Regions from separate parts of the Mus musculus genome. Here regions 1, 2 and 4 are each linked to region 3. The links are chromatin contacts, called in public promoter capture Hi-C maps. All regions are on one chromosome and are shown on one strand. Each heading gives the region's core, a stretch centred on a gene start, on an enhancer-like site or on the middle of the called end of the contact. The rest is flanking DNA. Distances are from core to core; before and after follow the strand shown. Region 1 holds the start of Tmed4 (transmembrane p24 trafficking protein 4). Region 2 holds the start of Nudcd3 (NudC domain containing 3). Region 3 holds the start of Emid1 (EMI domain containing 1). Region 4 holds the start of Ppia (peptidylprolyl isomerase A).

The links. Promoter capture Hi-C pulls out the DNA fragments that hold promoters and counts their contacts.
Region 1: a promoter capture Hi-C map of pre-B cells shows a contact between it and region 3. The contact joins the promoter of Tmed4 here to the promoter of Emid1 in region 3. A contact is called at or near these places in 2 of 39 promoter capture datasets (cranial neural crest and pre-B cells), 3 of 115 datasets of contacts at active chromatin or transcription factors (astrocytes, embryonic forebrain and embryonic hindbrain) and 2 of 9 other capture datasets (adipose tissue and liver).
Region 2: a contact with region 3 is called in a promoter capture Hi-C map of embryonic stem cells, with 4 times the contacts expected there. The contact joins the promoter of Nudcd3 here to the promoter of Emid1 in region 3. A contact is called at or near these places in 2 of 39 promoter capture datasets (embryonic stem cells and pre-B cells), 1 of 115 datasets of contacts at active chromatin or transcription factors (embryonic forebrain) and 2 of 9 other capture datasets (adipose tissue and liver).
Region 4: a contact with region 3 is called in a promoter capture Hi-C map of pre-B cells, with 3 times the contacts expected there. The contact joins the promoter of Ppia here to the promoter of Emid1 in region 3. A contact is called at or near these places in 2 of 39 promoter capture datasets (cranial neural crest and pre-B cells).

What each region holds. Positions count from the first base shown.
Region 1 is chr11:6,271,523-6,276,839 of GRCm38.p6, forward strand. It overlaps Tmed4 (transmembrane p24 trafficking protein 4), which reads right to left and starts at 3,315. Exons shown (of 5, transcript NM_134020.1): 1 at 3,152-3,315; 2 at 2,876-2,976; 3 at 2,586-2,711; 4 at 2,219-2,365; 5 at 1-278. The coding sequence starts at 3,311. The coding sequence ends at 129.
Region 2 is chr11:6,199,114-6,204,184 of GRCm38.p6, forward strand. Nudcd3 (NudC domain containing 3) reads right to left here and starts at 1,338. Exons shown (of 6, transcript NM_173748.5): 1 at 830-1,338. The coding sequence starts at 1,021.
Region 3 is chr11:5,149,880-5,155,145 of GRCm38.p6, forward strand. It overlaps Emid1 (EMI domain containing 1), which reads right to left and starts at 2,351. Exons shown (of 15, transcript NM_080595.3): 1 at 2,243-2,351. The coding sequence starts at 2,343.
Region 4 is chr11:6,413,525-6,419,054 of GRCm38.p6, forward strand. It overlaps Ppia (peptidylprolyl isomerase A), which reads left to right and starts at 2,343. Exons shown (of 5, transcript NM_008907.2): 1 at 2,343-2,455; 2 at 4,577-4,607; 3 at 4,702-4,790. The coding sequence starts at 2,387.

The sequences.
Region 1 (5,317 bases), core at 2,065-4,564, 1.1 Mb after region 3:
ATGCCAGTGTGACACCAGTGACACACTGTTTTTTCATTTCTCCTCCTCAAATTCCAGGTGGATGAGGGGCTGGGTGGGGAAATTATCAAATAATTGAGGTAAAAGGGGAAGGTTATAGGGCGAGACCCCTACACCAGCTTCTTGGCCTCAAAGAAGCTCTTGAGGTGACGCATCTGCCAGATGCCAGTGAGGATGAGGATAACGGTCTGGGCGATGGACCACCACAGGACCCTCTGGTTGGTGCTCTCACTGGTCAGACGGAAGCGCTCTTCACGATACTGCATAGGACAATGAACAAAGAATTAGAATGGGCAGGAAAACAGAACCTGCTATTATAAGGCCCTTCATTGGTGTGACCGCACAACTTCAGACCAAATGCCTGTGGAATACCACCTGTAATTCCATGCAGAGGCTAGTCCTTCCACTGAGACTGCCCCCAGGAAGGAAAGGAACATTCTTTACAACCATTTCTGTTCCGACTGAAACCATGCTTTCTCCACTAAGAGGCCATGGAAAACAAGCAAGCAATGGGATTACTAAAGTGTACACTGTCCTCTCTAGACTGGATCATACAATTTAGAAATAACTATCCAAAACAAGATGAGGTCTATACATACAACAGACTATTATTCAATCTTAAGAGGAGAATTCTAAAGCTGGAGGTAGTGGTGCACACCTCTAATTCCAGCACTCAGGGGGCAGAGGAAGGCCAATCTCTGAATTCCAGGCCAGCCTGGTCTACAGAACAAGTTCCATGACAGTCAAGGGTACACAAAGAAACCCTGTCTTAAGGACTGGGAGGGACAGTGATAGTTCTACAGGATGGAAAGATAACTCAGTGTTTAGGAGCTCCTACTTCTCTTGTAGAGGAGCTGAGGTCACTGCTCAGCACCCATGTCAGGTAGCTGGAAACCATCTGTAACTCTAGCTCCCAAGGATCTGAAGCCCTCTTCTGAACTCACCCGACACGTGCGCGCACACACACACACACACACACACACACACACAAATCCAAACACAGATACACACACACACACACACAAATCCAAACACACACACACACACACACACACACACAAATCCAAACACAGATACACATCCTCGATAAGAAGACAAATATTTAAAGGGTAGGGCATGATGGGGTTCAGAGCCCTTATCTAGCACGTGTGATGACCTAGGTTCAATTTCTAGCACTGCGAAAATAAATAAATATAAAAAACAGGAGTTCTGACAAACTACAAGGCAGATAAACCCTGGGCACATTGTGCTAAATGAACTAAGATAGACACAAAAGGATTCCACGCAGCTGAGTTAGTGATCAAGACCATAGGCAAGCTGGGTGTGGTGGCACACGCTTTTAATCCCAGCACTCGGGAGGCAGAGGCAGGCGGATTTCTGAGTTCGAGGCCAGCCTGGTCTACAGAGTGAGTTCCAGGACAGCCAGGGCTATACAGAGAAACCCTGTCTCGAAAAAAACAAAACAAACAAACAAAAAAAGACCAAGACCATAAGCAAAAAGTAGAACTGCAGCAGAACATGGGAAAGGGGGAGCTGGTGTTTACTGATAATCAGGATCACAGAGGAAACATCCAAACCTCAGCTAGGGAAGAGGAGAGCTCAATGTGGTCAGGGTTGCTGGGAAGGTGAAAGTGATGCAGATAGACAGCAGGGATGGGGGCAACGGGACATGAATCTACGTAATGCCACAGCTCTGTACGCTTACACATAGTTAAAATGTTAGGTTTTATATGTATTTCATAACAAACAAACAGAAAAAAATATTAAATGGTCTACAGCCACACCATCCTGAACACCTGAGATCTGATCTCAGAAGCTAAGCAGAGCCAGGCCTGGTTCATACTTGGATGGAAGACCACCTAGAAATAGTGAGTGATGTAAGCTTTTAGAACTTATATACACATATATGTATTTATATATAATATAGTCATTAAAATAAATATAATACATTTTATATACGGATATATAATACAGACACACACACATGACTGGAGGTGTGGCTCAATGGTAGAGAGCTTGCCTAACGTCCAACCCTGCCACTGTAGACATATACAGAAATCGAGGAAAGAAAAGCAAACCCAAACCTCACCTATGTAGACTGACTGGTAACTCCCACATTCCCGAGTAGAGAAGTCCCCAGCAGCCACGTTGCACAGTGGGTTTAAAGGTCAAGTACAGCCTCCAAGTTCAAGTCCCTTACCCTCTGATAATCCTGCTCCTTCTGGATCTGTTCCACCTGGTCAAGCAACTGGCGAGCTCGAAGCTGGAGCTCTGTTAACTTATCCTTAGCAGCGATCTCGGGGTAGTTGTTGGCATGCTCTCCAACCTGGATGTCCAAGTGTACACGCTACAAGGAAACAGGACGAAATGACGGGGGTGCCACCCACCGTCTGTTACCGCTATGGAGTCTGATTCTTGTCTCTGGCTGAATGAGGAAGAAGGACATCCAGTTCTAACTGTACCCACTTGCTGCCCCCAGAAAGGCAAAGTTAAAAGAAAAAAGAAAAGACAGCAAGAAATCAACCTTGGTATCAAGTGAGAAACTCTAAGGCTGATGAGCCTCTTACCAGTTTGCCTCCAGCGAAGAGAGCCATTCTGGTGGAGTTGGAGTGAAGACAAATCTGATGGTCACCGGGTGTGTGGGATGTGAACGTGAAACGGCCCTCGGAGCCGTATTGCCGGGACAGTACAACCTGCAAACACGCATCAAGCCCCAATTTTACAACGATCTCTTAAAATGCGGGACCTGGTACCTGGGGACTTTCTCAGGACCACGGCGGTATTTTCCATCCCATAAAGACATTAACGGACAGCTGGCGCCAGCTAGAACCTTTTTAGCGAGGTGGTGGGGGTTTACCTTGCCGTCCGGGTCCTTCACCTCTACATGCATGCCCAGGCCGGGGGTCGACGGCAGGAACACCTCTTTCTGTTTGTCCCACATCTGAGTTCGATAGTTGCCTGCAGAGTAGACACACAGTCACAACCTAGCCCCCAGGAGGTGGCCCCAGGGCACTGTGCAGGGGAGCTGGTGCCCTCAAGGCACCCTCGGGATGGGGTCGAGCTGACAGGGAAGGAGGGGTGCTTCCAAGGGCCAGCTGAAAACAAAGGGCCTCTCCACCCTCAGCCCCCTGACCGATGACCATGGTCTCGTCGGGTATTTCCTCGATGAAGCAGCGCTTCTCAGTCTCGCCGATGTGGAAATAGAGCCCACGGGCACACGCAGCACACACAGTAAGCACCAGCAGCCCAAATCGCACCATCCCCTGCAGCGGTCCGACCCCAACACCTGCCATTGCGCCTCAACCTTGCACATGCGCACACTTGCGCACTGCTCAGCGTTTGCGCACCCGCTTGGAAACGGAACATGCGCCTGCGCAGTGTCGCAGTCCCTCAGCTCCCTTTCGAAACCCGGTCCGCTGTACACCCGACCCCAAGCTTGCATTGTTCTGCGCCCGAGCGTCCCCTAGCGTAAACTAGCCTTACAGAGAGAAAAGGCCGGCCCAATGAAGCTGCCCAGGGCTTCTGTCCCTTGTCTTTAGGCTTGATTGCCCTTGTTAGGCACCTCTCTGCGCCTGTGCTCTGTGTAAGGAGAAGCAAGCGTACTTTTCGGGGAAGGGTGCTAGGCGACTTGAGATGGTTAACCTGAACAGCGTGAGTTCTTCTGGTCCCCAGCACCTGAAGTAAAATAAACCTTTCTTTTGAGCACCCTACAGAAGAGAACACATTGTGTCATTTCACAACTGCAGGACTTATTGAGTCACAATAAATTCAAAGATAGCTTAGTTTACACAGCCTCCTGAGCAGTGTATTATCACACCTGACGCTGCTGGGTGCTGAGGATGGAGCTTCTTGCAAGCTGGCCAAGCACTCTACCAACTGAGCTACCGCCAACTGAAACAGGTTCTTTTATCCAGTTTTAATTACTATCAAGTCATACATTATATATCATATAGTGATTATGTCTATGTGTATGACCTAGCATTGACTGTCAACTTGACACAACAGGGAAGAGGGAACCTCAACTGAGGACTGGCCTCCATTGGACTAGCTTGTGAGCTTGTCTATGGGGCATTTTCTTGGTTGTTAGTTGATAGAGGGCCTAACCCACTATGGGTGGTAGCATCCCTGGGCAGATGGTCCTGGGTCGTATAGTAAAAGTAGCTGAGAAAGCCAGAGGCAAGCCAGAGGCAAGCCAGTAGGCAGCACTTCTCCATAGCTGCTGCTTCAGTTTCTGCCTCCACATTCCTGCCACGGGTTCCTGCCCTGGCTTCTTTCGGTATGGATTGTAACCCAGAAACCAATAAACGCTTTCCTCCCATTCTGCTTTTGGTCGTGGTGTTTATCAGAGCAACAGAAAGCAAGCTAGGACTGTGTGTGTGTGTGTGTGTGTGTGTGTGTGTGTGTGTGTGTGTGTGTGTTAGAGAAGCCTTACAAAAAGGTTTAAAAGGATGCAACATAGTTCAAGGAGTTCAAAGAGGTCTTAATGGGAGGCAGAGGCATAGAGCCAATAGGCACTGTGGTAGTTCTGTTAGATTAACTGAACTAATCACAGAGCTGTTGTTGAAGATTTCAGAGCTGAGAGACATAGAGTTGAACCAAGCAGAAGCAGAACTGAAATGCAGGATCACAGGACCATGAATACGAAGTTCAGGACTAGGTCCAAATGAACCAAGGAAATGAATAGCAGCAGAGACCCAGCTGAGCTGAATGCTGGGGGATGTTCAGGAGGGCCTTGTCTTGCCAATCCCTGAAACACACTCCCATAATAAGAAAGCAGGTCAGTAGGGCAGTTGCCATGGCAGTGTGAGGACTGCTCCTTTTTTCTTTTTCTTTTTTCTTTTTGTTTTGTTTTTTGTTTGTTTTGGGGGAGTGGGGATTTTTCTCTGTATCCCTGGCTAGCTTGGAGCTTGCTCTGTAGACCAGGCTGGCCTCAAACTCATGGATATCTGCCTGCCTCTGCCTCCCAAGTGCTGGGATTGCTCACTGCCAGGCTAGGAGTGCTCCTCTATGTGGGCTTAAGGTAAGGATGTTGGACCCTGGCTCAGTGTGACACATTTGGTAAGTTCTCAGGCCTTGGTTTCTGATACTGTTTGTTTGGTCACACGTGAGAATAGAACTAGTCCAGAATGCCAAAGGTCCAGGGCAGAGGGCCAGCAGGACTGTTTGGGATGTAAGAAAGGAAGTCAGTTTCCCAGGTGATCTTGGTGAGGTGACTTTCAAGGGCCACTGAGATTTATTATCGACAGTCCAACAACGTGTGCAGTGTCCTGGCCTTCAGCATCCTTTGCATCTGCTCTTA
Region 2 (5,071 bases), core at 88-2,587, 1.0 Mb after region 3:
TATTTAAATATCCATACCATCAGAGTCTATACCGCAGCTGAGAGTGTTAAATATATTCATTAAATGTTTGCTTATTACTAACTCAACAATGTCAACAATCCCAGCGCGGGAGCGTCGGGAAGGAGGACCATAAGTTCGAAGCCATCCTGATCTACCTGGCAAGTTCCAAGTCAACCAGGGCTACACAGCAAGATCTTGTCTCGAAAGAAAACAGTTTTTAAAAAGGTGTCCAAACAACTTGAGTCAGTCATTAGTAACGCTTCAAAAACAATAAATATAACCTAGGACATATAAATTTTAATCCAAATGTAAATTTCGTAAACATTACAATTGTCCACCAACTTAGTAAGTCACTGGCAAGAGGCCACACCCACCAATCAATACATACCAGTCATTCCTGCCACCTCCGAGCCCGGGAATTCTGAAATCTACTAGTTTCTCCCGCTGTGAAAGTCCTCCTCCTACAGCCTGCACGGTTTGAACCCTGCCTAACAAGCCCCTTGCACCGTTCTGGGGATGCCCACAGGGCGCTGGGAGGCCCTCAAACCCAGGCTGACAGGTCCAACACCTAAGCATCTCCCGCACAAACCCAGCCTGTACCCAAAGAAGCGCATTCCTGCCAACGGATCCGTGGGTCAGATAACGCCTGGCCATTTACTCAAATCACCTGGTGGCACCCCAGAGAGAATCACAAACCCTGAAGGGTGGGCTACGGAGTGGCGCAGTTCCCAGACGTAGGACGCGAGCCGGGGCACCTCTGGCGCTGGGAGGTGGAACTGGGGTAAGGACCTGCTGGACCCCAACGGCCCGCCGCCTCTCTCCACCTCACCTGCAGCACCAGGGCCTGTGCGGCCCCGGGCGGGAAGCCCATGCGGTCCGAAGGGTGGCGCAGCAGGCGGTAGAAGTCGGTCTTGCGGTAGAGAAAGCCGAAGAGCACGCGCAGAAAGTCCTGGACATTGCCCACGTGCTGCAGGATGCCCAACAGGGCCTGGTCATAAAGCTCAGCAGCCCCGGGCTCCATGGCTCTGCTGCCCGAGGGACGCGAACACAGTGGGCACCGCCTCACACCGGCTGATTGGCCACTTCCGGCGTGCGCGCCTAACGGCTCCCCCCGGACAGCGAAGACGCGGAACTTCCGGTCCGCGCTTGTTACTACCGGCGGTAACCGATCGTCGTTCTTGCGGCTCTGCTGGATCTCCTCCGCCGCGACACTTGCCTAAAGGAGATTGGTATGCGCTCAGTACGGTTCCTACATGCAAGAATAACCATGGTCACGATGCGGAGAGCGCTTGCCAACCATGTTTGAAGAGGGCGGAAGCATTGTGGTGACGGCCACTTGACGTAGTCCCTGGAGGTGTCACGTGGTCTGGGAGCCTTTCTTCTTTCTGGATTGAATTCCTGCGTAGGTGTCTGGTGCGCCTTCTTATAATACCACATTTTGTTTGTTAGCGGAGGGAACGGAAAAGGAATATTGTAGAATTGTATGGAATTCCTATTAACAGAGCTATGAGTGAAACTCAGAAGGTTGCACCAGATTTCAAGGTGACTTGAAAGGACAAGAAAAGTGTGAAAAGCTCAGTGAAGGAAAAAAAGAAGTATGATACTGTAAATATGTGTGTGTGCATCCGTATGTATAGCATGTGTGTATACACGTGCCGTTACTAATACGTGCATATAGACATTTTAAGAAAACGTTTATGTAAGGTTGACACACAATCAATCTGTGGTTTATACCTGTAATCCCCGCATCCAAATCATGGCCAACCTGGGCTATAGAGTCAAACCCAGTCTCAGAAGAGGGTTGGGGGGAGACGAAAGACAGACAGATTAGGAACATATGCTAGGTCACAAACCGAAGACAAATGGCTGAGATGCCTAATAAAATATCAAAGCAGACTCTGGCCACCAGTCTCCCTCAGTACCTTCTGGTACAGGATCCTTCTGGCTGGCATACTAATCCTGACCTCTACCCTAAACTTCTCCAGTCCAGAGTCTGAGCTGGCCTTTTCCTCCCCAAGCTTCTCTGATTCCTATGTAACCCAGCCATTTTGGTTATGAGGTCCTTTTTACCCTTTGGCCTCTTGGTCTCCTGGCCTCTTGACTCCAGGTCTCTTCTACCCTCTCCCCTAACCCTTCTCACATGGCCCAGCTCATTCTACAGCCACTTCCACCCTGAATTCTCCCAGATGCCTCTGCTTCTGGCTGTCTGCTCCCTCCTGTCTACAATAAACCTCCTCCACCATACCTAGAAGCCATCATGTCCTCCTTTTTGTTTTTTTTTCATTCAATGTAGCTAAATTGGTAAAGTGTGTGACTAATGTGTCCTGAGTGTTGTATAAACTGTGTAGTAACCCACATGTGTGACTAATGTGTCCTGAATGTTGTATAAACTGTGTAGTAACCCATACCTGTAAACCTAGCACTGGGAAGGTGGCGACAGAACCAGAAATGTTTATTCATCCACATAGCCAGTTCAAGACCAACTTGGGCTCTGCAAGGAGATCCTGACCGGAAAAAAAACAACAACAACAACAAAAAAGATTTTAATGAATTTCATCTCTACTAGACTAACTAACATCTACAAATTAACTTTTTTAAAAGACATTGTCTTACTCTGCAGCCTTGGCTGCCCTGGAACTCGCTGTATAGACCAAACTGTCCTCAAATTCACAGAAATATGCCTGTTTCTGCCTGCCAAGTGCAGAAGTAAAGATATATGCCACCACACAGAGCAAAATACTGATTTTACTTTTGTTTTCTTGTAGTTCTAGGAGACAAACTCAGGGTCTTGAACATGTTAGGAAAATGCTTTTCCAGTAAGAGACATTCCAGGCTTAACAAATAACTTAATAGTGTTGGGCCTTAGCAAATTTTAAGTAAAGCCATACAGATAAATTGATGTAAATTTTTTCAACTTAGAATTTATGATCGTGCTCTTGGAAGGCAGAGGCAGGCGGATTTCTGAGTTCGAGGCCAGCCTAATCTACAGAGTAAGTTCCAGGACGGCCAGAGCTACACAGAGAAACCCTGTGTCAAAAAAAACCAACCAAACAAAAAATTATGATCTTAAATTTTGTTTCAAGAACCCATGGAGCAACCGCGATGGCTCAGACAGTTGGTGGTGGCACACACCTTTAATGCCAGTGAGGTAGGCAGATCTCTATGAATTCAAGGCCAGCCTGGTCTACCAAGAGAGTTCAGGACAGCCAGGGCTACATGGAGAAATCCTGTCTCAGAAAAACAAAAACAAAGAACACTAGCTGATATTCCAGAGGACCCAGATTTGATTCCCAGCACCCACATGGTGGCTCACAATCATCTATAAACCCAGGGAATCTGCTACCCTCTTCTGACGTTAGAGGACACTGCATGCACATATGAAGTACATACATGCCTAGAGGCAAAACACCCATACACAGACGATGAGAAAATTTTGTTGACAATCCAAACAGTTTTTATGTTTTATTCATCATTATTTACTATACTGAAAGTTAATGCTTAAATTTATTAATTTGCAAATAACCATACACATCACATGTCAGTGTCGGGGTCTGAGACTTGCCACAAACCATACGTACACCAATTTCAGTTAAACAGGAATAGTTTATTGAACACACAGCATAATACTGGACATCTAGGTCCACAAGAAGGAAAAACCTAACTGTGGCACCAGCCGGTCCTCAGGGCAGGCTTTTTATAGGAAAAACCAGGTTCAAAAGTTCAAAGATGGGGCTGGAGAGATGGCTCAGCGGTTAAGAGCACTGACTGCTCTTCGGAAGGTCCTGAGTTCAAATCCCAGCAACCACATGGTGGCTTACAACCATCCGTAATAAGATTTGACACCCTTTTCTGGTGCGTCTGAAGACAGCTACAGTGTACTTACATATAAATAATAAATATATCTTAAAAAAAGGTTCAAAGGCAAGCAGTGAAGTGGTACAGCAGTTTTGTCTAACTAGATAAAGTATTATTAGCCAACCTGTAAGCTGAGTGGTCCTGACTGAGGTAAGAAGGGTGGTGGACAGGTACTGAGCAGGGAATTTCAGAACATTGAGATAACAGGGACAAGTGATTCGGCCGTAACTTTTTGGCTTATTAGTAACATACTTAGTGTCAGCTCTGGATGCTCACTTCTGGGAAGCAGAGTCTGAGAACCTGAACTTCATTTCACCTTAGGAGCAAAATGGAGACAGAATACAAAATGGCTACTGCTATATTAAAAGGAGCAGGCCTCAACAGGCAACATATTTTAAAAAAGAATATCTTCTGTCTCAAAAAAACAAAAAAAAACAAAAAAAAAAAAGAATATCTTTGGGCTGGAGAGATGGCTCAGCCATTAAAGGCTAGGCTCACAACCAAAAATATAAAATGAATATTTTTTCACAATTTAATGCATATATACGATGTATCTTGACCATATGAACCACAATTCCTACATTCCAAACCCCCAACATGAGCCCCTTCGACCTCATTTACTTTTTTTATGTAATTCACTGAATCAGTGCTGCTTGCTGTCAACAGACTTTTAAAAAGAAATAATGTGAATGCTAAAGAAAAGGCTTTCTGGTGAAGAGCACTTGCTAACGTCAGGAATCACCTTTGCCCACTCTTCTACCATTCATTGAGGAAGGGTCTCTCAGTCAAATACAAAGTTCGCTGCTTTAGCTGGTCATGCCAGCCGGCTTTCTCTGCTGAGGCTGGAAGTATAGGCAACCACGCCCATTGATCATTGATTGGTTCTTGGGGATCCAAGTTCTAGTCCTCACACTTGCATGGCAAGTGCTTTAACCACCGAGGAATCTTCCCAGCCACTTTGAATAATTCTTTACTATCTACACGGTATCACAGGGAAGAGAGCAGAAATCAGCCATAGTGGTACACACCTGGCATGCTAGCATTTGTATGCAGAGGCAGAAGGATTAGAACGTGAATGCCAACAGTAGCTACACAGAGACTTTAAGGCCAGACTGAATCACATGACACCCTCTCTCCAAAACAAACCAACAAAAACAAAAAAGAGAGAAAGAACAGAGTCTGCCTCTGGAATAGGGACATCAAGGAAGGAGAAATA
Region 3 (5,266 bases), core at 1,101-3,600:
TTTACATATCAGGAAACTGAGGGTCTGAGAGGAGGCACCTACCTGGGTTAGCCATGTGGGCGTAGAACTGGGATATGTGAATGCTGGAACCAGTCAGAGAAGTAGGGCTGAGGCGAGGAGGGATGTCACAGGGCCAGGAAGTCATCCTACTATGGGATGCGGACTGGCAGCAGCCAAGTGTTCCAAGGTGGCTCTGCAGAGCCCCTGGGCATCCTAGTTGTAGGGGCTCAGTCTCACCACATTCCTGGGGTTGGGGGTGGCCCTTTGGATGCCTTCCCGGGCCTCCCCCTCCTCAGCACAAAGCCTCTTTTCTGCCTTCAGTCCCTCAGCTGCCAAGGGGTGCCCGGGGCGCCTGGCTGGGAGTGGAGGAAGGGTTGACAAGGCGCAACATCCTCATACTGTCTCCAAGATACTGAGACAGGGCCACGAGGGGAGGTCCCGGCAGCTAACGTCCACAGGTAACTCTGGTTTTAGGTCCCTACCCTACTTCAAGATGGTAACCAGTGGGGCCCCAATGTGCGTGGCCTGTGCTCTCAGAACAAACCTTCAGACACAGGATAAGCAAAAGGGGAAACTGAGGTTCACGGCCATCAGTCTCGGTGTCTGTAAAATGGGTATGAGGGGGCTGCTGCAAGAGCTTTGTGACAAGACTATACAGAGGGACAGACTGGGTGAAACCCAGACACCTGCCCACAGGCAGAGTCCCCACACAGGAAGCCGGGGACACGGAGTACAACTCGGAAGTGGTGGCCTTGGGCCAGCTGGAGGGAAGTGTCTCACCCATCACCCCAAGTCTGACCCCAGGAAGCCCTAGATCCTCACCCCTCTTATGTGGGGCTTACTCTATGAAGTGGGACAGATAATTCCCCACTCTCAGACTTTGTTTCTTTCTCTATAAAACAGACAGCAGAGAGAAGCAAGCCTAGATAGCAGCTGGGAAGGTTCTAGAAGCAATGGATGCAGGAAAAGTGCCAGCCCACACCAGCTGTGGTTGGCACACTGTAGGGGTGCTGTGGCATCTGCCACATCTGCCACTCGGCTGTTCCCATCTCAGACAGCTAACTGCCTGACCTCTGCTGCCTCAGCCACTTCTACCCCTGAGCCTGCTCTACCCGGTCACCTGCTTTTGCTAGCTCCCAGGGGGGGTTGCTGGCCTCTGACCACAAGAAAGGGAAACTTCTAAAAAGAAAGAAGTGAGGCCACAGGGGGGTGGGGCCCTCACGGGCCTTTGAATGGGCTGAAAGGCCTAAGAGGCCTGGTTAGTCCACATTGTCTGTCCTGGAGACAGGGGCAGGGGCTACAGGCAGAGCAGGGGCCAGGGCAGGTTCAAACTCTGCCATCGAGTCCAGAAAGGGAGAGCTGAATCCCAGCTCTTCCATGAATACCCACCACGAGCACATTAGTCTCAGTTTGCCCCTCTATTGAGTGGGGACAAGTTTCCCTACATCCTCCAGTCTTGAAGGCACTGTCTAGAAAAAGCCCCACAGGACCCGATCCTGGGAAACACTCCACAAAGGCCGGCAGAGAGTCATAGGCTTTTGGGAGGTCCAACCAAATGCCAGGTCCCAGGGGGCCTCTGACACTGACCCACTGTGCAGTCTCCACCCCAGTCCTTCCTCCGAGTGAAATAAATAGCTGGGACATAAAAAAAGAAAAAAGAAAAAAAAAAAGAAAGAAAGAAAGAAGAAAAAGACAGTAGCAGGGGAAAAGAGAGGGGATTCCTGAAGGGCTGGCTAAGGGGTGATCCTGGCATTTTACATGTACATGAAGGGAAGGGGGGCTTGGGCGAGACCCACAGAAGTCCTGGGAAGCTCTGTTGCATTGCCATGGGTCCACCTTCTGGGGCCTCCGGGATCTCAGTAGGGGAGGCCGTCTGTTCTTTCACACAGAAGTAGGTGAGCCGGCTATCCTGAGCACAGCGTGCCAAACCCCTGCTCCCACTGCTTATGGTATAGAGATGAGCGATGGAGCCCCTGCAACAGTCTCGGACTGCCTCCGATGTCCCGGGATTGCAAGGAGCTGGGGTCGGGTCTCTGTCCCAGTCCTAGGGTTGCATGGAGCTGGGGTCGGGTCTCTGTCCCAGACCCTGAAGTTGCACAGAGCTGCGATCGGGTCTCTGCCCCAGTCGCGGGATTGTACGGAGCTGGGGTCGGGTCCCTGTCCCAGTCTCGGGGTTGCACGGAGCTGGGGTCTGCTTCCCTCACCCCAGTGCTGGGATTGCACAGAGCTAGGGGAGACTTACCTGCGACCCGAGAACCGGGCGCCCGGGACGCTCCACGCGGCGCCGCCTCCCGGGAGCAGGAGCCCGAGGCAGAGCAGCGTCCAGGCCCGCGGGCCGCCCATGCTGTCGTCCCCACCGCAGCCGCGGGCGCGCAGAGCCGGTTCCGGGCGGAGCAGGGCGGGGGCGCTCGGCTTCGCCCGCCCCTCGCCCCCCGCCCCCCGCCAACCCGGAAGCCGTCCGCGCCCCCGCCAGGACGCCCTCCAGGTGCCCACCTGAGCCGCAGACTGGGAAACTGAGGCCCTGGCCGCACCCGCCCCCTCGTCCCCGCAACGCTGCCAGGACCTGAACCCACCACTCCAGAGCGATCGCCTCTGGACGCACATCTTTGACATCTTTGCGGAACTGGGTTCCCGAAACACACAGGATCTTCCCATCGACCTAACACAGGCTTCCTGCGCGAGCTGTGCCATTGTCCCAGGCATCTCACCCCATACATCCTGCCCTGACTAAAGCTTTCATCACTCCGTGTTGGGCTGGCTAGGTCGCCCATGTTACGGAGGAGAAACCCGAGGCTCAGGTGCTCCCGCGTCCCCTAAGTGCAGTGACCCTTATACCTGTTTTACAGGGAGACACTAAGGCCCAGAGCACTCTGGCAGAGTAACCCCAGACCCACAATCCCCTCATCTCAGTGTTGGGGTCTAAGCACAAGTGTAGACAGCATTTTGGCATAGGCCTCAATTTCCCATTCCCTAAGGTAAGGACTGGCTGAGAGCAGAGGGCCTGGGTGGGACTCAGGCACATTCCACGCGGCATAGCAGGTGCGAGGAGTTTGCCTGTGCTGACATGATAGACTATTTGTGTGCATGGATAATGTTGTATGCATGCACGGCGCTGTAAACATGTATGTGCTGAATCTGTGTGTACACGATGTGTTTGTGAGCATGGGCAGTATTTGCTTATGTACGCCATATTTGAATGAACAATGTATGTGTTTGTGTGGTGGGCATGTGTATGCATGTATGTCTGTGTACACGTGAGATGCCTGTATGCATGCATATCATGTTTGTGTACACGTGTGCATGTGTGTGTATATGAACATGTGTGTATATGAACATATATGTACATATATGTACACACATATATGTACATATATGTACACACATATATGTACATATATGTACACACATATATGTACATATGTGTGTATATGAAGTATGATTTTCTTTCTTTCTTTCTCTTTCTTTCTTTCTTTCTTTCTTTCTTTCTTTCTTTCTTTCTTTTAGATGAGCTCTCTATATGTCCTGGCTTGGTCTGGAACAAATACACACACACACACACACACACACACACACACACACACACACATATATAATATGGCTAGCTTTCATTTCACAGAGGTCTGTCTGCCTCTGCCTCCTGCATGCTGGGTTCGATACTGTGCCCAGCTCTACACAAGAGCAGAGTCGTCACCAAGGGAGGTCACAGAAGACGTCTACTGCACGCCCCAGCAGTGAGCAGCCTAGGTCAGGGAATCTTTGCCCAGCTCAGCTGTGCAAGGGGCCATGCTCCTGTGGTTGCTTGCCCATCTCTGTGTGGAAACAAAGACAGTCTGAGTCCTGGGGCTTGCTTCTCCTGGACCTGTGGGTAGAGTCAGGACCAGGGCATAACCAGAGTCCTTTGCAGAGAAAGAGAGAGCCCAGCCCTGTCTCCAAAAGGCCAGGTAGTAGGTGCTGTTCAAACCCTGTCTCTCAACTGCTCTGCTCACGCTGGCTTACACAAGTCTTCCCCCGGTCTGAGCCTCAGTTTCTTGTTTGGTCCTCGTAGGTCTTTGGGCAGACTTATAATGTCCCAGATGCTTATGGCTCTCCAAATCTCCCAGGTCCCTCCAAGGGTATGGACACGGGCCTAACTTGGCCCCCTTAGGGGTGCCTGCCTCCCTTCACTAAGATCATTGGCACTTGGTGTGTGCTGTCTTTTGACACTAAATCAGTCAGTCAGTCCCTTGACTCCCTGGCTATGCCTTGCAGGGGTGTGTGTGTGTGTCTTGTTTTGTAAAGTACTGGGAATTGAACCTATATGACCTTGCCTATACCTCCAAACTTTGTCTTGTTTTTGCCCCAGGCAGATTAACAACTTGATTCTGCCCCTAGATGCACATCCTACTGATGGATCCAGGTTTGTCTGAGGCCCCAGTCAAGTGGCCAAGATCAGACCCCTCCACCCCAGAGGCACTGCCAAGAACATGCTGTAGTGCATGCCATCAGCCAGGAGGAAGGCCCAACACCTGTTAGCAATCCAACTGAGACACTCCTGTACGTTAGGACACCCAGATCCCCAAATGCACAGACACTCCCTGCGGCTCTAGGTGACCCCTTGCCCTGTGAAAGACTCAGGAAAAGCTGTTGTCATTTTCCCACAGTGAAGTAAGTGGCTGGAGACCCATAGTCTGGAATATTGGTTTACAACATAACCAGGCTGCTGTGCCTGCTGAGAGCCGTGTGACCTGAGATAGGGCGCATCCCCTCTTCTGGGAAGGTGAGACAGCCTTCGTTTCCCTGGTCTTAGGGGTCAGATGCTGAGCAGTGAGCTCTCACTCCAGAGGTTCAGAAAGGCAGGATGTGCACCAGGGATGGGCTTTTGTTTTACTGGAGGTTTCTGTGTCCACTGAGCTGGGGGACAGTGGTCACTGGCTTGAGAGAGTCTCAGGGCTTGTCCCTGTGACTGAAGGTTCCCTCCTGGAGCCTGATCTTGCCTGCCAAAACCAGACCATAGCTGCCAGCATTGACAGCAGCTTCTTCTGCCCCCTGCTCCCCCAGGCTGACCACAGGCCAGGCTCTACCACCCGGGGGGCAGCAGTTGGCTCCCAGGTGTAGGGCTCAGGGTGTGGTGGGCAGGCCCTGTGCTACCAATCAAGTACTATACGCTCCTCTGGCCAAGCCCCACAGGGGGGTTCTTTAGGGTGAGGGAACTTGGCACAGACTTGGGCTTCCATCTGGAGGCTGAAGAGGACTGAGCACATGTAGACAGGCAGGGAGCTAGAGCCAC
Region 4 (5,530 bases), core at 1,093-3,592, 1.3 Mb after region 3:
CCGACTTCCATATGCTTTCAAGAGACAATGAGTATTGCTCAAGACATGGAGAAATTAGACTCCTTCTGAATTGTTGGGAGCCTGTTTTGGTGGTGTCTCCTGTGATCCAGGGTCTTGCTACTAGTGCCTTGTTTGGGGGCCTGGGGATGTTGCTCAGTCAGAAGACTGTCTAGCTTGCCTGGAGTCCTGGGTTCTAGTCTTAGCATTGGATAAACTGGGTATGCTGGCTCATATCTGCAATCCTAGTCCACAGATTTATTCGTTTGTGTGCGTTCACATTTATTTACTTATGTATTTACATTAAAAAAGGATTTATTTATTTATTATATGTAAGTACATTGTAGCTGTCTTCAGACACCCCAGAAGAGAGCATCAGATCTCATTATGGACGGTTGTGAGCCACCATGTGGTTGCCGGGATTTGAACTCGGGACCTTCGGAAGAGCCAGTCAGTGCTCTTAATTGCTGAGCCATCTCTCCAGCCCCATGTATTTACATTTATTTACTTGTGTGTATGTGTGTGAGTGTGGGCACATGTACAACTTAAAGACTTTTTTGCAAGTTGGATTTTTTTTTAACATTTAGTGTGTGTGTGTGTGTGTGTGTGTGTGCGTGCGTGTGTGCATGTGGAGGTCAAAGGACTACTTGTGGGAGTCTGTCCTCTCTTTCTACCATGTGAGTGCCAGAGGCCGTATTCGAGTCATCTTGTCCCCTCTGAGGTCTCTCTGGTATTCATCTTGCTTTGAGGCAAGGTCTCTCTTGTGACTTCTGTCGGTCTCCTCTGATTCCCAACCTTTAGAGTGCTGGCATCACAGATGTGAGCCACTTCATCTGGCCTTTTCCCCAGTTCCTGGGCCCTGTATTGCAAGCACTTTTACCTGCTAAGCCATCTTGCTGGCTCAACGGAGGGACAGCAGAACATATCAGCAAATTATATGTCAGGTAAGAAATTAAACCCAGAATATGCAAAGAACTCCTAAAATGCAAACTATAACCAAAACAATCAGTTAGTTAAAAATAAAGGCAAGTGCTCTTAACCATGGGGCCTTCTCCCCATCCCTGTCTCTACCTTATCCACTATACTGACTCAGTCTTGCCTAGACTGTCTAACCAGTCAGTCTCCATTGCCTCCAGGCCTGGACTTACAGACTCCTCCCAATGGCCTGGCTTTTACATAGGTGCTGGGGATCCAAACGCAGGTAGGTCCTTGAGCTTGTCCTGCAAGCACTTAACAGTTTTGAGAAAAGCAGGTTTACATGATGCTATATGCACAAAGCACACTGGTACAGAATTTTCCAGTTTGGCAAATCAAAACTCTTTGTAGTTCAACCTAATGTGCTTTTGGTCTGATTCATCCAAATAAGGCATGGCCAGACCCACATTCCTGAGGTTCTGTGTCTAAAGGCCTTACAGCTCGGGAGCCAACTCCAGCAGACGCTATGGTGAAGGGTCTTCCACAGCACCGACTTTCCCATACTCAGGCTTTGTTTATGAGGCAGGGCCTCACACTTACAGCTCAGGCTGTATGGAACTCACTATCCTCCTGTCTCCATCTACCTAGAGGTGGGATTTACAGGCGTGTGAAGCCTTTGAGAGCACGCCTTAGGCCACATGAGGAAATGAGAAGACCTTGGGGTATTGGGGGTCGGGGAGAAAAAAATTACAGGTAGACTCTGACCAGGATCGTGTTTAAATAGCTTCCTCCTGGAGAAAACACAAGATATATTTGGAAAGTAGGACATTTAAAAAGTATTTCATAATCTTTAAAATGAGGGGGCTGCTTGTGCCCGTTCCCCAGAGTTTAAGAAAACGGAGGCGCTCACAGGGACCTATCAGGAAGCGGTTGCCATTGCACAATGACGGTGTGGGTCCTGGATCTAGGCCCAGGGATGCCTGCCTGTTCGAGTTTCCGCAGAGAGGGCAGCGCCTCAGGACCCCGCCCGACCTTGAAGGGCCGCTCGACCTTGAGGACCATGTTTGCCTCAGTTACTTGCTCTGTGCAATGGGAAGATACGCGGTACCACTGGGGAAGACCAGGGGCCCCGACGCGTTCCTAAGGACAGCCAGATTGCGTGGCCACCCTCCCTAACTGCCCTCGGACTCTTCCCCCACCGACCGCGCCGCAACCATCTAGTAGGAGCCCGCGGGCGGGAACCTGCCTCTGCGCGCTACAGCGCACGCGCGCCTCGCGCCCCGCCCCACCCGCGCCCGCGCCCGCCCATAGGCCTGTCGCGCCGTCACTCCGTTTGGAAAGCAGTTGTGATTGATCCAGGTCCGGGCGCGCGACTCGGTGGTGGGCGGGGCCCGAACCGGGTATAAAGGAAGCCGCGGCGAGGCTCGTGCCGCTTTGCAGACGCCACTGTCGCTTTTCGCCGCTTGCTGCAGCCATGGTCAACCCCACCGTGTTCTTCGACATCACGGCCGATGACGAGCCCTTGGGCCGCGTCTCCTTCGAGGTCGGGTGGGCAGTGGTGCTCCAGGGTGGGGTCCCGGGAGCTGTGGAGGGGGAGGCTCTCTCGGGCGCGGCCCGACCCTCCGGTGGAGCGAGCGCGGGTGGCGGCGCCATTTCCTGACGAGGGGCCATTTTGGGAGGCTGGCGAGGCGCGGGGAGGCTGGGCGGGCTGCGGACAAAGCCGGGCGGGGCGCGGCCGTTGGGGGAGGGGGCCGTCCCCGCCCGTCCCGGCCTCCCCGCAGGCGCACGTGGCTGCGTCCTGTGGGGCCCCGCGAGGCCGGGCGCACGTGCTCCGCGCCTCTCCCTTCTCCCAGCCGTTGGGCCCCGCCCTGCTCCGCTGCGGCGCTGCAGCCCCGCGGGCCTCTTCCCAGCCTGCTTTCCGGAGCCCCACAGCCTTTTACTCGGATCTGAGCAGGGACCCTGCCTAAGGTCTCAGGGGCGAAGGCTCGGAGAGCCCGGACGTGCTCGTTAGCCCGGTTAAACCTAGTGGTTTCCTAAACCTAGTGGTTCCTACGAAGAATATAAAATAATCGTTTTATAGCAGACTTGAGTGTGAATTGAACCTTTGGCCATTTGGTCCGAAGTAGCCACATTTGGTTAGGGAGGCTCAAAATACCCCTCCGCGTCCCCCACCCCCGAGCGGAAACGAGAAAGGCTTGGCTTTTGCTGGTGCCCAAGGACCGCCTCCTGTCGCAGTGATGGCGCAGCGGGGGAGGCGCTCTGAACCCCTCCCTATTACCCTCAGTGAGACAGGCATGTTATGACTGGCCACGCTGCAGTTTGCATTGACCAAAGTGGATTGCCAGTAGTTACCTACTTAATTAGTTCTGGAGGTTAAGTGGCTGCTTAAAGATCAGTTAGTAATTAGAGTACCCTAAACAATTGGCGTTTTTCTTTTACAAAATTAAATATTCAGCCGGGCGTGGTGGCGCACGCCTTTAATCCCAGCACCCGGGAGGCAGAGGCAGGCGGATTTCTGAGTTCGAGGCCACGCTGGTCTACAGTGTGAGTTCCAGGACAGCCAGGGCTATACAGAGAAACCCTGTCTCGAAAAAAACAAAAAACCCCAAAATTAAATATTATTGTTAGCCTCAGTACTAGCCCTTAGGCCATAGTGGAATATGTTACTTAGTGTCTGTACTGTTAAACTCCAGAAGCTATCATTGGTGAGTTTTTAACTCAAAAGCTAGATCTCCCGATTGCCCGCCTGCCACAGTGCTGGGTACACATAGTAGGTAGGCACATAAAAAGAGCACTAGGTTCTAATTAGCCCTCACCCAGCATGTATCTAGTCAAGAGCTGATAATTGACAAGGACTCTTGTGGAAACTTGGCCTAAGCTTAGCCTGGGTAGGATAGTATCAGGTTAACCAGAGCTTAATGGGAATGAGATGAGCCCATAGGTGAAAATAGAGGTGGAGCTGCCAAGAAAGGCTTTGAAGTCATAATTTGATGAAAAAAAATGTGGACTTGGAAAGCTGTTAAGCTGTGAGAAAAAAAAAACAGTCCAAAGGAGTCACATATTTAACTACTTAAACCATAAATGTATTCCTCCAAGAGAAGTGTAGATGCTGCAACTGATGAGTTGTGGTTTTCAACTAGCTATGAAAGGGCATGTAGATATTGAAGTGTTGGAATCCTCTACAGTCCTCTACAATTAGGTTAGGAGCCACTCACCTGATGCTTAAAGCTATGCTGACAGGTTGAAGGTGGTAGCATTTTCATTGCCAGAAACTAACAGTTTATTTGCCTAATCATGCATTGTGTGACAGTGCTTTGAGAATTTGATTTTAGGTTTCAACATGAAGTTAGGAGTGATGGTATGCTTTTGAGAAGCCTCAAGTCTATTCAGAAGTAGGTGTGATGTATTAAAAGCTCTTGAGTCATGCTTAAGGAGTCTGTCACTATTTTAAGTAATGACTAGTTCCAGATTTCCTTCATATTTTTTGGTTCTCAACCCTGTAGAATCTTAAAGCTGATAGGTGTGATTTCTTACTAGGAATTGAACGTTATTACCAAAGTGGTGTTCTGAGAATGAATTTGACTCACAAGTCCCTAAAGCTAAAGACATTAAGCATGAGACTGTTCACCTATATATTAACTAGCTGTTCATTTCTTTGTTACAGCTGTTTGCAGACAAAGTTCCAAAGACAGCAGGTTGGTTTCATTTTCTAGTTTTAACAAGTTTTGTGGGTAAAACTATAAAAAAGAATAAGTATATGTGTATACATGTTTTTTGTTTTTTTAACAGAAAACTTTCGAGCTCTGAGCACTGGAGAGAAAGGATTTGGCTATAAGGGTTCCTCCTTTCACAGAATTATTCCAGGATTCATGTGCCAGGTATTTATTAAATTGAAATTTTTGTTTGTTTATTTATTTATTTTTAAAATATTTATTGATTGATTGATTATATGTAAGTACACTGTAGCTTTCTTCAGAAGAGAGCATCAGATTTTGTTACGGATGGTTGTGAGCTACCATGTGGTTTCTGGGATTTGAACTCAGGACCTTTGGAAGAGCAGTCAGCGCTCTTAACCGCTGAGCCATCTCACCAGCCCTGAAATTTTTTATTTTTTAGCTCCTTTTATTGAGCCAGCATGTTTTAGTTGTACTTGAGCTAGTATTACACCATTTCTTTCCAGTTGCCTGTTTTTTCTTGTGTGTGTACATAGCAATACATGTGAGTTCTTCTGAGGCGGATGACTGTCCCCAGCACAGGCTCTGTTCTTTGCAGTATTATGTCATGCAGGTTGGCCTTAAACTCCTTATCCACTTGCCTCTTCCTGTGTGCTGGGATTTCAAATGTGTTAACGTACCAACCTTCTAAAAAACCGCTATCTTGGGTTGGGTGTGAGTCTTATGAAGTGCCTGCTACATAGGGATCCCAAAACTGAGGACCTGAGTCCTAGAGCTCCTATAAAAAGCTGGGTGCGGCAGCACATGCTATCATGTCAACCAGCCTAGCTAAAGCTTTGAGCCCCAGGCTAAAGAAAAGGTGGGTGAAAAAGTTGGAGAGCAGTGCAGATATACTGTGCCATATGTATATACACAGCAAGAAAATTTGAAATGGCATAAAAACT